2 separate regions of the Rattus norvegicus genome follow, and region 2 is linked to region 1. Evidence: chromatin contacts called from public Hi-C data. All regions are on one chromosome and are shown on one strand. The core of a region is the stretch at or near the end of the contact, and the rest is flanking DNA. Distances in the headings are between cores, read along the strand shown.

What was found. A called contact is a pair of places that touch in the nucleus more often than the background predicts.
Region 2: a Hi-C map of hepatocytes shows a contact between it and region 1, with 2.0 times the contacts expected there. The contact joins the promoter of Zfp52 here to the promoter of Zfp54 in region 1. A contact is called at or near these places in 2 of 12 Hi-C or Micro-C datasets (hepatocytes and kidney).

What each region holds. Positions count from the first base shown.
Region 1 is chr1:69,862,988-69,867,612 of GRCr8, reverse strand. Zfp54 (zinc finger protein 54) reads right to left here and starts at 2,985. Exons shown (of 4, transcript NM_001107467.2): 1 at 2,883-2,985. It overlaps LOC108349017 (a long non-coding RNA gene), which reads left to right and starts at 3,115. Exons shown (of 4, transcript XR_010059528.1): 1 at 3,115-3,233; 2 at 3,955-4,060.
Region 2 is chr1:70,005,647-70,010,019 of GRCr8, reverse strand. It overlaps Zfp52 (zinc finger protein 52), which reads right to left and starts at 1,835. Exons shown (of 6, transcript NM_001014158.1): 1 at 1,559-1,835. LOC134482874 (a long non-coding RNA gene) reads left to right here and starts at 1,881. Exons shown (of 2, transcript XR_010059540.1): 1 at 1,881-2,015; 2 at 2,593-2,793.

The DNA of each region.
Region 1 (4,625 bases), core at 1,736-4,235:
TCAACCTGGAGTAAGTAACTGCAGTAACCAGAAAAGTAAAAGCAGACCACGGTGGGATGTGGGGGAGAAATAGACAGGCGATAACAGGGAAAAGTGATCTTAAGGGGAAAATGGAAGAACAGGAGCAGGAATCTATGAAACCAATATAAACACAAAAAATATGATAAAATAAGGATGTCTTAAAAGTAAGAAGGAATCATATAATCCAACTATGAATGCCTACAATACATGTCTATATATACACATACATTTAGTATATATTCAAAAGCTTCTCATTTGGGTTGATAATGGTCCCTATAAGAGTCATAGATACTGGCATGAGATGGCTCTTTTTAAATTGTTGGACAGAGCTATTCAAGAGATTTCCAAAACATTATAGGCTATTTATGTTGGTTGCCCTTGGTTCTTTCCCAGAAGTAGATAGTGAGGCCCTATGGTTAAAGATACCAAGAGATTCAGATACAGAACCCAGAGGTCTCAAGATAGATCTGACATAAGCATCCTCCCTAGGGACTAGCATTCACAGCACTAGAAGGCAATGTGCAAGCTTCCAAAGGAAGGAGCCAGCCAACAGTCCTACCTAGCACTGACACCTCTGAACCACAACAATGATCTGTACTGCATGATAACCCAAGGCTGCAAGAGTGGCATGCATACCTTGGTGGAAACCAACAGCTTCTAATTGAACCAAAGACCTCAAGAAGTGGGAAATTACACCTAGTACTGGAAACCCAGACAGTTTCCCCAAGGGCTTAGATCTTGGAGAAGCTACAACCAGTAATTTACTAAACTGGCATAATCCCAAACAGCACTCTATATATTTATCGTAATTTCCATATATATTTTTGGACCAAAGAAGGCAGCAAACTATTTTTACCCACAAAACCTAGCGTGATGCAATTTTGCAACATCCAGTTTCTGTAGAAAGTCCTCTCAGTGGGGTCCAAACATTGGTCATTCTCCTGAGAGAAGTCCCCAGTCACAACACAGACTGTCCACAGACTGTGAAATAAAACAGTTCGAAGAGTTGTGATGGTACAAACCTTTAATCTTAGCACTCAAGAGACATAGTTTGGAGTTCCAGTCCAGCCTGGTCTACCTGGTTAGTTCTAAACCAGAGAAACATAGTTGAGTTTAAGTCTCAAATACAACAAAAACAAGAAACAGAAAATAACAGTTTGGTCATGTATGTGTCCATGGACAGTGTGCTTTTTGGGGCCCAAAGAGACAAAAAGACTTGTAGACTTTTTCTGCTGTAGATGAGTCATAGTAGTTAATCAAAAGATGCTTTGTGGTATTTTGCTACAAAATAATACCCTTACCCCTCTTCCCCCAAGAAAGGATTAACTTAAGGCATGTGCCAGCACCAACTGGCTTATAATGCCTTTTCTAACAGTGAAAATACTGTGATCTGATACCCTCAAAGTGCATACTGGACTTTTCCAGGCTCTAAGGTGCAATATTAAGACTTTGGAGACACGTATCTGTTCCTGTTATTTTATTTAATTTTTTTGTACTTTCTTATCTATTGGGTTTTGTTTTTGTTTTTAAACAGAGCCTCACCATGTAGTTCTGGCTCTCCTGAACCATCACACAGAGCAATTTGGCCTTCAACTCCCAAGTGTTGGGATTAAAAGTGTGTGCCACCAACCCTGGCTTATTTATATCAGAATGCTCTATTTACATCTCAGCGTGCATTTGTCTCAGTTGGAAAATTAAGGGTGGATTAAAAAGTTTACTTTCAGATGTTAACGTTTACAAGTGTATCTGTAACTCACAAAAACATACTTTCAGATTCAATTCAATATTCAAGCACTCGTATAGGTTAACATGCCAGTGGAAAATTACCTTGCCCCTGTCCTGCCCTAGAACTCTAAGACTGGTGCAAGTGTTACAGCTCTGAGGGGAAAGGCTTACCTAATGGAAGCTTTGCAGCTCTGAGGGGGAAGGTTTCCTAGATGCAAATATTACTACACCTATGAAAACAAATGTATCCTGGCAGTCTGGACCCAAGGATATCTCAGTCACACTGCAAAAACAAAACTCACACAAGAGATTTCTTGACTTGAGTCACAGTGACTCAGTCAGTGCTTGTGACTCCAAATAAACATAGCTTTGTAAATGAAGAGAGAGAGAGATTGACTGAGATTTCTTGAAAGCAAAAACCACATCAGAGTGACTGCCTCTGCTCTAGAGAGAATCAGCAAAGAACTGGGCAGGAGGCTAATTTACATAGGGTTCCTTGGGGGTGTGTGGAATTGGAGAGATTTTGTAGCTTGATCTTGGGCATTTTTTTTCCTCTAGGGCAGTGGCTTGGCCACTTTCACCCAAGGGGCTGGAAATGGCAGTTATGGCCCTTAGAGAATTAACTACAATGTTTAATGACCAAGCAATACTTCAGGACCCACTGTTCATTTCCAGTACTTCAATGCACATGCTCCAAAGACACTATAAACACCTACCCCTCCGCCTAGCGTACCATCTCTCTTCCCTTTCAGAGTAGCCACCATTCTATGTTTATCCCCAATCCATCTCTTCAATGAGGTTTGTTGTGTGGTGTGACTTTGTTGATTTCCTTTTGCTCCTGACTGCAAAGATTCCCTTGCTCTCAAAAAACCCTTACAGTTCCATTCATTACTGATGTCTAAAACCTCACATGGGTGCCAAGTCCCAGGTATAACAAAGAAGTTAGCGTGGACTAATGTAAATTTCAGGAGCGTTGTCCTTTCTGTTATAGCAAAATAACAACAAAACAACAACAAAACCAAACCAAACACGTTTGCAAATATCAACAGATAAATTCAAATACTCTACTAGAGTACTTTTATAAGAAAATTTTGACAAGAGAATCAATGAAAAAAAATCAGTATTAATCCACCTACTATATTCTAAATTTATGGACAAGGGTAAGACATGTACTGCAGAATTTGAGAGCTGTCATCTTTGTGAGTAGCAGAGGAAACACCTCACCCTTGTCCAGTTCCTGCTTGTTTCCCTCCCAGCCCTTCAGCTCCTCTAACCTGGGAGGTTACTGTCCTCCCCCACTGGGCTACGGTTCCATCCGGTTCCATCCGTTGGGCTGCCCACGCCTGACTCTCCCAGGATGCCCCGCGAGGCACCTGAAGCTCTCAGTAGTTTTCGCTTCCCCTCGAAATCCCTGTTGTGTCCTCTGACCCCAAGTCTGCATTACGCAATTCCCCACGGTGCAAGCCAGTGAATTCCTCCAGGAAGAGGTCCTTGCCACTTTTGGTTTTGGCTCCTCAGTCAACTTACCTAGGCTCACTAATGAACAGTCCCAGCTATCACGTCACTCCTCTAACCTCGCTCCACTCAACACACTTCCTCCACACCCATCTACTGTCCCCATCCGCTGTTTCCGGCGAGTGGCCCCACCCCCCCGGAGACCGGTCCCTCCCTCTCAGTCTCAGCCTGCCTTCCACAAGGCTTCAGCTGTCAACCTTCTCTGGACCGCTCTGCACAGACTCCCTGTTAAGTTTGCTGTCAGCCTAGACCAGAACTGGATCTGGTAGGACGTTACACCCCGATATCTCACCCCCACACTGAGTTCTGAACCCTTCAGATAAAAGATAGACAGCCTAACACCTCGGCTTGACTACCAGCCTGTGAACTACATACTTATTGCAAACAATAACAGGCTAAATTCAGAAAGCCAGAGTCCCATCCCCAACACACAAAAATGACAATTCAAAACCAAATCCTGAACATCTGACTTGGTGAGAGACATTTAAAGAACTTGGATTTTGAAAAGAAATAGGTGTCTCAAGAAGTCAGAGCTGCGTGGCTTTCACCACTAGATGGTGGCCTTGCCGTTTTCCTAACTCAGAGAGGAGTTTGTCTTCTGTGACTCAAGATAAAAGTGCTTTGAGAGAAAACACTTTACTAAACCAGCACAATCCCTAAGAATAATCTAAACATTTTCTCTTCTGCCCACAGATAAGCTTAGTCTTCACACCTTATCAAGAAACCTCTCTACTACAGAGACCACTACAAGAAACTACAGTAATCAAAATGCAGAGTTGTGATCGTTATGGGTTATGGGGTAGGTCATTATGAATGTTGTTTTGTCTACACAGCCCATTATAATAACTATGATCACCTTGTCTCTGGAAATTCGATTCTGCCATCTGGCCCTTCATACCAACTTCTGTCTTATTTAGGATTCTCTAGAGTCACAGAACTTATGAAGTGTCTCTATATATATTAAAGGAATTTCTTGTAATAACTTACAGTCTGTAATCCAACTAACCCAACAATGGGCAGCTGTGAATGGTAAGTCCAAGATTTTAGTAGTTTCTCAGTCCCATGAAGCTAGTTGTTTTAACTGGTCCTCTGTGGACGTAGGTTTCAACAGATGTGCTGGCGAGTGGTTAAAGAAGAGTGAATCCAATGTCCTTATGTAGACCTCCAGCAGAAGGTGTGGCCCAGATTAAAGGTGTGTACTACCGTGCCTAAATGTGGGACTTGCTTTTGTCCCAGGACTAGAAGTCAGAGATCTGCCTGCCTCATTCTCCAGGAATGAAAGGCATGTACTACCTTGCCTGGGCCTAAGATTTTCATGGCTACTATGCCTCAAAATCTCCATGTCAAGATCCAGGTCAGAAACC
Region 2 (4,373 bases), core at 586-3,085, 140 kb before region 1:
TCAATGGTGCCTTTTCATAATATATTATAATCTGGCTTGAACTGGCTCACTTCACTGGTGGAGAAATAACCTATCAGATGGTGCCCAATGTAGAAGAAGTTGAGTCTCCAGTTCCATGGCTGGGGTTTTTCCTGACCACATGGGAACCACTTCTCTCCTCTCTCCTTCTCCACCTGAAGCATTTCTTCAGACTCCTTGAGTACCCATCCCTTGCAAGGATCCAGGAGCCTCATCCATTTCTCTGCTGAGTTGGGGGGTCGAACCAGAGTTTCATCCCTTCACTGCACTCACTATAGGGCTCCAGGTGCCCTCTAGCCCTGCCCTCCCCCAACCCCCCCCCACACCTCCCTCCTGTTGCAGCAGCAGTGGTGATTTGTCATAGTGACGGTGAACGACCAGGATGCTCATTTTAAATTGTCTACTTAAACCAAGAGGAGTAAAGTATACATGCTGCATAAATAGCGTGTGACTGGTTGCCATCTTGATTTTGGGTTAATAAGGGTCGAATTATAGCTTCACCACCATCTTTCTTAAGGACAACATCCTGTGATGTGAGCAGACCAGGAAACTCTCCAAAAGATACTTTTCAATAGAGGTAACATTTTTGGTTCTAGAGAGAGGCCATGCCTACTCTATCTTGGGTCCTGCCTCCATCTTAAAGAAAAAAAGCCTGAGAACTTGACCTGCAGCAGAACCCAAGCTGCATCCAAGTACCAGGAAGGAACCCACAGCTTCTGCTTGGCCCATACCCCAGAGTTACTCCCTAGCTACTTCCTAGCAACAGTTAATCAAAGATTAGTCTGATTGTTTCAGAAGTAGTTTCAGACCCATTGTTCATAGTCTTGCTTCAGAGCACCCTCCTATCATAGTCATTCAGTTAGGTACTTGCCAGGCTGGATACCCCTCACTTAATTCCATTCCCATTCTCTATTAAACCTTGTCCTGCTGAGGGTTCGAGTCTGCTCTGCCTTCCTTTCCTGTCCTGCTTTGTCAGGGTTGGGTTGGAGGAGAGCCCAAGCCCAAGCTTTTAATAAAGAAAACAGCTGCTTGGTGGTCATTTGGGACTCATGAACGCTTCCTGGCACAACATTTTGTTGCATTGGCCTGGAACTCCAAGGCCACCAGGACCCAGCCCTGGAGGGTCTTAATACAGGTAATGTCTGACTCTGTGTCTGTCCATGTGTGCTTGTGTGGTACTGCAATAATTCTGTTCTGAATAATTCTGTTATTCTGTTCTGAAGAGGCCTAAAATTCTGTATTTCCTGACAAGAAATGACAAAAGAGGATGTGGAATCTGGTTGTGGTGGTCAAGCTAGTACATCCTAGCCACCTGGTTGGGAGACATTCCAAAGACCCTGGAGGACAGAGTGCCCTACTGTTAATTTCTGTGAAGGACAGAGCTAAGAAGTCCTATTCACATTAGCTGCTGGCTAGCTGTCTGTTCAGTGTGTGTCACTTTAAGAAACGTTGGCGCACTGCCTCTGTTGACACTCTAAGACCCATCCGCCCTCTTAATTTAACCCTTTCTTCCCCCAGAAAAAAGGGACCACTACTTCACCAGGCCTGAGAGTCCAGGGCCAAGATGCGGTTGTCCCGCAGTTGAGTCCAGCTCTGGCAGCGGTGGGGACTCACGCGGGCGGGGCCTAGTCACTCGGCTGGGGGAGCCTACAAGTCACCGCGGCGCCCCGGGCGAGCCCCGACTGTCAGCGGGGCAAACCCGGGACCCCAGTGGCGAAGCTCTACTGAGCGCAGGGAGAGAGGCGAGGCCCTCGGCGCCAGCCAACTTGGGGCTGTGGCGCGCCCGGGCCCCTCGGGGATCCAAATCCCCTCCTCAGCGCTGGGCCTCCCTCCCTTCGGGCGGCCCCGCACGAGGAACTCGACCAGGCCCCACCGTTAGTCTCGGCTCACACAGGCGCGTTCCCCGCTCCCCCTGCTTCCGAGCGGCGCACACGAGGGTCTACAGCCCCTAGGATGGTCTAAGATTGGAACCTCTTATGGCCCTAACGGAGATCTCTGTGAGTGGGGAGCTGAGTTCCCAGATAGCAGGGCTTCAAGCGCGGACAGACTGGACAGGAGAAGCTCGGAGTGAGCAGATGTTTCCTTTACAGGAGCATAATAGAATGGACTCCTGGTCACTCATTTTGTTCAGTAAATGGCTACCCTTCCTACTGGGAGAAGTGCTCAATCCCTGTCTGAACAAATGTAGTATCCTCACTAAAGTTGTAAAGTCAGGGTCTCCATTGACACCATCCTGCCTCTCAGCCCACTGAGAAGCAACCACTACCTGGGCAGTCACCTACCCAGAGCTAAAAATAAACAAGACAACATACTATATTAAGATGGCAGGCAACCAGGAGGGCTTCAGACTAAATTTATCCAGACTCTGCCCCTCCACGCCCTCTGCCCAAATATTAAAATATAGGTAAGATTGGCTTTGCGAGCCTGAGTCTGTCATCCTGCCCTTGCATCTTCCTTGTTGATAACAGAGTTTAATATTGTCTTGCTAAAACCTAAGCCCTTGCATCTTTGCTTGTTGATAACAGAGCTTAACATTGTCTTGATAAAACCTAACAGATAAAATTTCTTCAACAGTTTATAAATGACCTCCTGGTGACAGCAGAAACCAAACAAAACTGTCTAAAAGAGACCCAGGACCTTTGGACTATCAAGCCTCCATTAAAAAAGCCCTACTCTGCCAACTACAGGCGAACTCCCTATATCCAGGAGATACATGTTAAGAAAAGGTCTGAGGTAGCTTTCTGAATCAAGAAATAAAAATTACTTTCTACACAAGCTTTGGGGTTGCCAAAAGTGACTAAGCCTTTCCATATCTTCATGGACGAGAGATCTGAGATAACAAGGGATACTGACTCGGACTCTAGACCCTGGCACTAGCCAGTGGCCTACCTGTCAAAGACATTAGACCAGACCTAGTTGCCAGAAGTTGGCCCCACTGTTTACACATCATTGTAGCAACAGCCTCCTGGTTAAGGATGCTGACACACTGTCACTGGGCCAAAGCCTGACCATCACCAATGCCTCATTACCAACTTCTCCTCTTAATACACCCCCCAACCGTATAGGCCCCAATTGCCCTAAGCCCAGCTATTCTGCTATCTGCTCAGTCGGGCCACTGCATGACTGCTTGGACATTTTTGGCTCACATCCATGGGAACAGACCAAATCTTCAGATAGCTTCATTCAGGATGGACAGAGGTTTGTGGGGGCAGTGGTAATCTCAAACACTGAGATCATACTGGCAGAGCCACTCCCAGCAAGAATGTCAGCCCAGAAAGCTGAACTGGTAGCTCTAACAGAGAAAAGACAAGAGACACAGATAGCCAGTGCGCCTTTGCTACCACTCAGGTCCATGAGGCTATTTATAGGGAGATGGACCTTCTGACAACAGAAGGAAAGTCTATAAAAAAAAATCCTCTCCCTACCAAGGACTCTATGGGGCCTAAAAAGCTGCCCACCGTTCACTACTTGAGACATCAGAAAAGTCCTAGTTTTAGAGGGCAACAATAGGGCAGATCAAGAAGCCCACCATGATGCCCTAGAAATTGAACCTCTCTTGCCCCTGACTTCCCTGGATCTGGGGGATCCTATACTCCCTGACCACCCTAAGTATTCAAGTATTAAGATGGCATAATCTGGGTATCTTAGTCAGGGTTTCTATACCTGCACAAAGCATCATGGCCAAGAAGCAAGTTGGGGAGGAAAAGGTTGTTTCAGCTTTCACTTCCATGTTGCTCTTCATCACCAAAGGAAGTCAGGACTGGAACTCAAGCAGGTCAGGAAGCAGGAGCTGATGCAGAGGCCATGGAGGGATGTTACTTACTGGCTTGCTTCCCCTGGCTTGCTTCTTGGTCATAATGTTTTGTGCAGGAATAGAAACTCTGACTAAGACAAGTTGGTACCAGGTGTGGAGTATTCCTGTGACAACCTGACCATGTTTTGGGGAGGACTGTGGAAGGACTTTGGAACTTTGAGCTAGAAGAGCCATTGGGATGTTAAGAACTCTGTGGGATGTTCTATTGGAGCTGGGAAGATAATGTTGAGAACAGTGCAATAGATGGAGGCCTGGCTTGTGAAATTTCAGAGAGGAAGATTAAAGACTATTTTCGGGGCTGCTGCTGTTTTGATTGTGACGATTCTGTGGTTTTGGTTAGCTGGGGCTGAAGAATCAGCTGTGATTAAGAAGACACCAGAACTGCTGAAGTGTACCTTTGCATTACTGGGACTATCGATGCCCATCATCTGGAGCTAAGAAATTAGTGGTGATTAAGAAGAGACTGGCATCATTGAGGTAAAATCTTCTTGGAAGTGTTTTCTGAGAGCATAAAGAGGCTGTGTTCCAGAGATAGCCAAGG